Linked DNA regions of Hordeum vulgare: region 2 is linked to region 1. A link is a contact called in public Hi-C data. All regions are on one chromosome and are shown on one strand. The core of a region is the stretch at or near the end of the contact, and the rest is flanking DNA. Distances in the headings are between cores, read along the strand shown. Region 1 has its middle 260 kb from the start of LOC123425774. Region 2 has its middle 10 kb from the start of LOC123429892.

Evidence for each region. A called contact is a pair of places that touch in the nucleus more often than the background predicts.
Region 2: a Hi-C map of seedling shows a contact between it and region 1, with 4 times the contacts expected there. The contact joins two enhancer-like sites. A contact is called at or near these places in 3 of 6 Hi-C or Micro-C datasets (leaf and seedling).

The regions. Positions count from the first base shown.
Region 1 is chr2H:186,018,533-186,022,041 of MorexV3_pseudomolecules_assembly, forward strand. No RefSeq gene overlaps it. Among protein-coding and RNA genes, the nearest start is that of LOC123425774, 260 kb to the left of the region's middle. Within about 2 kb of position 1,834, at least 3 of the 3 cell types and tissues checked have open chromatin away from gene starts, as enhancers often do. A contact at or near this core is called in leaf and seedling, where this site is marked.
Region 2 is chr2H:186,720,092-186,723,298 of MorexV3_pseudomolecules_assembly, forward strand. No RefSeq gene overlaps it. Among protein-coding and RNA genes, the nearest start is that of LOC123429892, 10 kb to the right of the region's middle. Within about 2 kb of position 1,395, at least 3 of the 3 cell types and tissues checked have open chromatin away from gene starts, as enhancers often do. A contact at or near this core is called in leaf and seedling, where this site is marked.

The DNA.
Region 1 (3,509 bases), core at 584-3,083:
TGTGCCAGAGACAAAAGCAGCGTTCTCCAACGGAAGCGATAAAATAGAGTCCGAAAAAAAACTATGCTTCAGCATTGCAAATCTTGGATGTACTGGCTTCCGCTTGCTGTTTTGGTCCAGCCTGAGTGGCCATAACTTCTACTGTGATTTAGTTTGGAGCGGTCTTGCTCTTGTTGTTTCGTTGTTGCGCGTCCTATTCTGATATTTAGGACTAAGAGGTATTGGATTCTCTTTCGGATAGGCCCTGAAAGGAGAAGAAAGGTTGAAATGCCAACGAACGTCTGTCTATTCTCTAATTCACCCGACCGGGCCTAAATCTAAGGCGTTAGACTGTGTGTGTTGGCTGATGCAGTAGGAACCATCGGATTGGACGTCGTATTTTTGTACATCTGAAAAACATCTTCGCTCCAGTACGCAAAAAACGCTATCATCGTAAATTTGTTTTAATGCGCGAGCGCGGCGTCGGTTGGTGATGCTTTTAAACTGACGTAAGGCAGGCCAAGACCGTTGAAGCCACGGTGGCCGTATAGACACTGCAAGGCTCGGTCGCCAGGTTGACCCTATGCAAGTCAGGCCACTGAACTGCTACTTCAGCTATAGAGTAGGGAGAAAGTACAGGAGCGTAAAAGTGCGAAAAATGAAACTGCACTAACCAAGATAAAATTGACACCACCACCACTGAGACAGGCCAATGTGATGGACATAAATCCCCCAAATATGTTGAGCTTAATATTTATGATACAGAGAGTGTATATCGGCAGGTTGAGCTAGTTGCTATGCCTCGGCAGGTTGAGCTGCTCAACGTCGTGGACTCCTAGTTCATACCTTTGTGATGTCTCATGAGATTAAAGATTGGCCTTGTTGGGTCCTGATATCAACTGACATGCTTCAGCACTTTTTTTTTCATAATTGTTTGGTTCATCGTTACTCTCTTCGTTCGGAATTATTTACCGGAAAAATGAACGTATCTAGACGTATCTAGACGTATTGTAATTGTAGGTACATTCACTTTTATCTATTTCGACAACAAGTAATTTGAACGGAGGGAGTACTAGAATACTGACGTGGTTCAGTATCCTTTTTCCATAATTGTTTGGTTCATTGTTATTAGAATGCTGACCAGGTTCAGTACTTTTTCAAGGATTATTTGGTGCAGTTGTTACTACTAGAATGCATGTCCTTCCATTTGTTAACATATTCTGCTGCCATCTAATTTTGGCACAACTTCAAAATATTTGTTAATTGCAATCTATTAATACGGTCACAAGATACTGAAAACTTACTTTACATTACCTTGATTTACACATGGAGTAAATAAGTTCTCTTGATGTCTGTTGAAAGTCGAAAACAAGAACATCAATGGAGTGACTATTGATGAATACAGGATTTGAACCATCTCGCTTTGTTAGACAAGTTATTAGTTACCTTTACCCATTTCCTTTCGCATCTTCAGAGGCTCAGCTTTCTGAATAACCGTGTGGTCTTTCTCACGCGGTGCTTCAGACATAGCGTCAACAGACTCTTCTTGGAAACGTGGATGGAAACTTCAGTTGGTGTACCCACCTGTGGTTCCAAACCATGCTTTGTCATGGTCGGTGGACCGTGCAAATTGTATATAGAGCAGTCCGTCGTGCCCCTCGTCGCTTCTCACCTAGACTAATGGCGCGAGCGAGACTCGACAGACTGTTCGACGGAAACCGGTCGCAAAGCATGCTGCTGTCGCCTATCGCCGGGCGCATCTTCGGCCGGCAGCCCGCGGGTGTATCCCCGTCGCCGCCTGGCCTGGGTGCCATCCAGATTGGCACAGCGCGACCCGGAAAGCGATGCGAGGTGGTTAGCGGCGTGGCGGAGGGCGGGCCATGGAGCAAGCGTTAGTTTTCGTCCTCACCCGGGTGGGTGCGTGGGTGGTTTAGCTAGTGATTGCGCCTTACGCGAGATGTTGGTGATTCTTTCTGCTGCGCTTGCGTTCGTCGAGGCCTTTTGTATCGCTTCCCATCGGCCTCGTCCCCGTGCCGCGATGCCCTCGCCTCGCCGCCGCTGCTGTGTTGCTTCTTTTTCCTTTTTCTCTTTTGGTCCACTCCAGCCGCTTGTGTTGCCGTTGCGGCACGAGTGCCGGTTGGAATCATTCGACGATGCTCCTTTTTTGGTAGTCCGATGTTCCAAGCGGGGGGGAGGGGGAGGGGGTCTTCGAGGACTCTGCTCGCGGTGCTCCGGGGGTCCTGGCCATCATGCGCCTGCGCCACCGCCGGTGGACAGAATTATTTAGTGCCTCCATGCATACGCGTGCAATTAGGCAAAAAGTCACGGGGTTAGCATCCGAGCGCTAGCTACGGCTCTACAAAGGCGCAAATCTTGATGTAAGGGATATCTTTAACGTTGATGTCCAAATCATACACCGTACCATTATACAACCCCATATCACTAGTCTCTTTAGCATTGAAAGGCCTCACAATCAGTTAAGGTCTTCAATTAAAATTTAATCACTCAATTTTAAGCGGGTCAATAATTTCTTAACAAGCTTTTCTATTCAATTTTTTTATTCATTATTCTCATTATTTTTGGTGCTTTTTAATTCGATTGAGGTATTCGATTTAGGATTAGGTTAATAATTTTGACTTGGCCAATAATTTTTAAAATTAATCGAAAACAGTCGACTTATAATAATACATCAATCCCGTCACCTAGAAATTTATGAAAATATTTCCAAACGTAAATATCGGTTAATTAGCACATAACACAAAATGACACCACGAAAGACCAGTCAAAACACCGCATTATAAATAAAATACAAAATGTAGGTCATCGCCTCTCACACTAGTCAAATCAAATTCTCCCTCGTTTTCAAGATATAAGCTGTTTTTTTTTGAAAAATCATATTTATTTAACTTTGACTAAGTACAGAGTAAAAAATATCAACATCCACAGTACTAAATAAATAAAATATGAATATTTATTTCATGATGAATTTAATGATTGCAACTTGATATTATGAATATTAATATAAATTTGGTCACACTTGAAGAGCTCTGAATTTTTAAAAATCTAATACACCTATATTTTAAAAATATATAGGCTAATTTATTTTATAAAAACATAATAACACCAACGGCGCAACAAACGTGCGCCTAATCCTTCTAGTAAAGATGAGTTCCCGAACATTAGTGCGGGAGCCAACCATCTAATCGTGACCGCATATAATTTCAAACCGAAATTCAACAAAGTGAATGAATTACATGCAAGCCGGATTATTTTCACCTAAACCGAAGCATTATTCAGTACATTCCAACCTTTTTCATTAAAAAATGCGGCTGAACCTAAACCTTAAACCTAGCCTACGTGAGAGCCCGTCATCCAAGTCCATGTTGTTCCCTTCCGTCGTTAGCCGTGTTCATGTCTGTGCGGGATGATGCCCGTGAAGTGAAGGTCCGGTCGCCGACTAGAAAAGGTAGGATATGCGAATCATGGTGTTCGGACCTCTACAGTATTATAAGATGTTGTAGTGCGGATGA
Region 2 (3,207 bases), core at 145-2,644, 700 kb after region 1:
GTCCTAGGACCCTCGTTACCAAATGTTTTTTCTCGCTTTTGCCTGTTGATGCAAATGAACTAGCGAGCAATTGTTGGATCTTAAAAAAACCTAAAGTACGCCCACAACGAAGGGCACTCGGCTGATCAGCAACAATAAGATTACACACCCTCATCAAAAAGAAGACACCGTCGAGGTTGCATTGTCATTGTCATCACTTCTTCCCAAGCAGCCGACACCGACTTCGCCGCACATGGCACATCGAGGCCCCTTCGAGCAAACTACGCTAACAACCCATCAAGCCTTGGCATTATAGTTAAAGTGGTATAGTAGCAATCTACGAGGGATCAAACCTGGACCAACCTGATCCATCACTCGCTCGCCCATTCAGGATATTTTTTTGTTTTGACTTTTTGCCCTAAAAAAATTAGAATTGACCTTATTCAAAAAAAAGTTCAAATGTGATCTCTTTTGATGACGTCAACATTCGTGACGTCTCGTTTGTATGAGAGATGCCAAGGTCCCTCGCGTCTGGTATGGGCTCACATGACCGGCTTATCCGTTGAGTCTATGACGTAGGTTCCTACTAGACGCGAGGGACCCTGACGTCTAGTCCTGGACCAGACGTGATGGATCCTGACGTCTAACACCAATTGCCAAGGACCTTGATGTCTGGATGACATGACACATATTATAAAAAATATTTGTGTGGTCTGCTGAAACGAGACGTCAAGGTCCCTAACGTTTGGTACCAGACGTTAGGGTCCTTGGCGTGTGGTCCAGGACCAGACGTCATGGTCCCTCGCGTCTGGCCATTTGACACGTGAGAGACTTAACGGGTTAGACGGTCATGCAGGCCCGTACCAGACGTCAGGGAACTTGACGCCTATCATGCGAACCAGACATCAAGAATGTTGGCGTCAACAAAAGAGGTCAGATTCGATTTTTTTAAAATAAGATCAATTCTGAAATTTGTTACGATAAAAGGTAAAACGAAAAATTTGTGTCCCCATTCACCCGTGACATGCCAAATGCAGGCGTCCTCCTGTGAGTCTGTGACGCCGCATCGGGATCCCCGAGCTGGCCTTGACGGTCACGGCCTGCCACTTCTTCCGGTGGCAGCAGCAGTTACGACTCGCCTCCCGTTTCCAGGCAGCGGTACTACGTGATGGAGCCTCGTGCCTGCTGGCCGGCGTATGTGTGGAACAGTTTCGTCTCGGTGCCTGGCCTGGTCTGGTCGATCCTACGTATGTAGTCACATCTACTAGCTACGTGACGCGGGTACACCTTCCCATCGTCTCACAGCCCCATCCCATCGCGCACAGCACGTTTTGTCGCGCAGCCGAGCCCGGCCATCTGGGGTGGATAACATGGCCACAGTAGATTACTCGCAGCGATGGACCAACCAGACAATTCCTTCGTCTGGACTTGTAAAAACTCAGCACACGTCGTTTGGGGTTAAGCCGGGGAGGCGACGCGCGTGGGGGGTCAGCCCGAGTTGATTGATTCATTGGAGCTGGCCCGCCGGAGGTGGTACGTGGATGCCGGCCGATGCGGACCCCGGCGAGCCCAACTGTTGGGCGTCGTGCTCCTGCAGCAGCAGGGCGGCATGGAGCTTCGCTTCAGGCCCCAGATCAGCTCCTTCTTTTCCCGTTCCTTGGAAGGCTTCAACCGGCGTCTGCTCCCGGCAGCTCACGTTCGGCAGAACCAGTGCTCTTCCAAACCGAAATTGTGGACCGAATCTGGCTCTTAATTTGTTAATTATATTATACTATGTATATTGTCGCTGTAACAGACCTCTGACACCAGCAGTTATTGCCGTGGTTAGCTGCTACTCCTTCTACGTGCTCAGCTGCTACTCCTTCTACTGTTTTACACCAGCTGTTGGCAGTCCGTCTCCGAGATTTCAGGTAGAGGGTGTGAGTGAGGACACAGTTGGAGCCTAAAATTTCCATCGGGAAATAGTACTTACCTTTGAACAATTCTTAAAATTCACAAAATTTCCCCACCCTTTTAACCATCCATTTTTTCTTTAGAGAAAACAAACGCACTTTCTTGGGCTCGTGCGTCGAGTAAAGTTTGTTTTAAACCTTAAACTTGTAAAGCTCATCGGAATTGAACCTCAACGTCTTAATCCCTGAAATCAGTACCCTGACCTCTCTGGTCCCGGTCAATATTAACCCTAGATCGATCTAGGACTGTTTGTCGCACTGGAAAAAAGCAATCCCGACCGGGATTGCAAGTTCTTGCACTGCACACATCGTATCCATTTTCTTCCCGTGCGCTGTTTCGCGGAGCTTGCCGAACTATGCTGCAACAGCCAGCACTGCGGTGCGTGGAAAACTCCACGGCATGCCCCGACACGCGCCGAGACGGCGAAGCCAGTTTGAGAGACCGTCCGTTCTCTCGGGCATACTTGCATGGTCGCACGTCCGCTGAACGACCAGTGTGTAAGTCTCTACGTAACTCAGCTAGCTCTCGGAAAAATCCATCCACATGCCTACTTGCTTCAAAGTCAGCTTCTACGTGAATACGCAGCAATATGTCTCGAGTAAGAACCTGAGCGCTTGGTCACCGGATTCATGGCGCGCCGCTAGTCGCCAACTCATGTAATTACTGAGGACTCGAGCACAAGGTCGAGCAGACCCGTGCAACCGATGTACATGCGCGCCACGTCGTGCACCTCCTCTTGGCCAACGCCGTGAGCCCATGACAAAGATAGCTGGCACTCAGGTACACCGCGACAACCCAGATGACAAAGTGAGCATGTGTTCTTCCACATTCTCGACGTACAGACATTGTTGAACCGCGTCGATGCGCATGCCGTCACGGTCTCATACCCCTACAGCTCCCGTCCCTCCTCTGACGCCTTGTCGCCAGCACTGGCGTCAACCGACGTCGTGCTGGAGCCTGGAGGCGGTGTCCTCCATCGGCGCAGCCCAGTGGCGGGCGAACGTCGCGGTTGGCTACGTCGAGGCGTCATTGGCGGTTGGCAGCGGCGTAGTGGACAATACAAAGGCCGGACCGACACTGATTTTCAGGAGAGAGAGAGGGGGGGGGGGGGGGGGGGGAGACTGTGATCCTGGGCGGGATGGATATTTTTCCGGTTTGCCAAACAGGTTTAAGGTTGATATTGACCGGGATTAAAAAGATGAGGGTATAGATTTCAGGGATTCAGACGTCGGGGTTCAGTTTTGACAAGCTTTATAAATTCAAGGTTTAAAATAT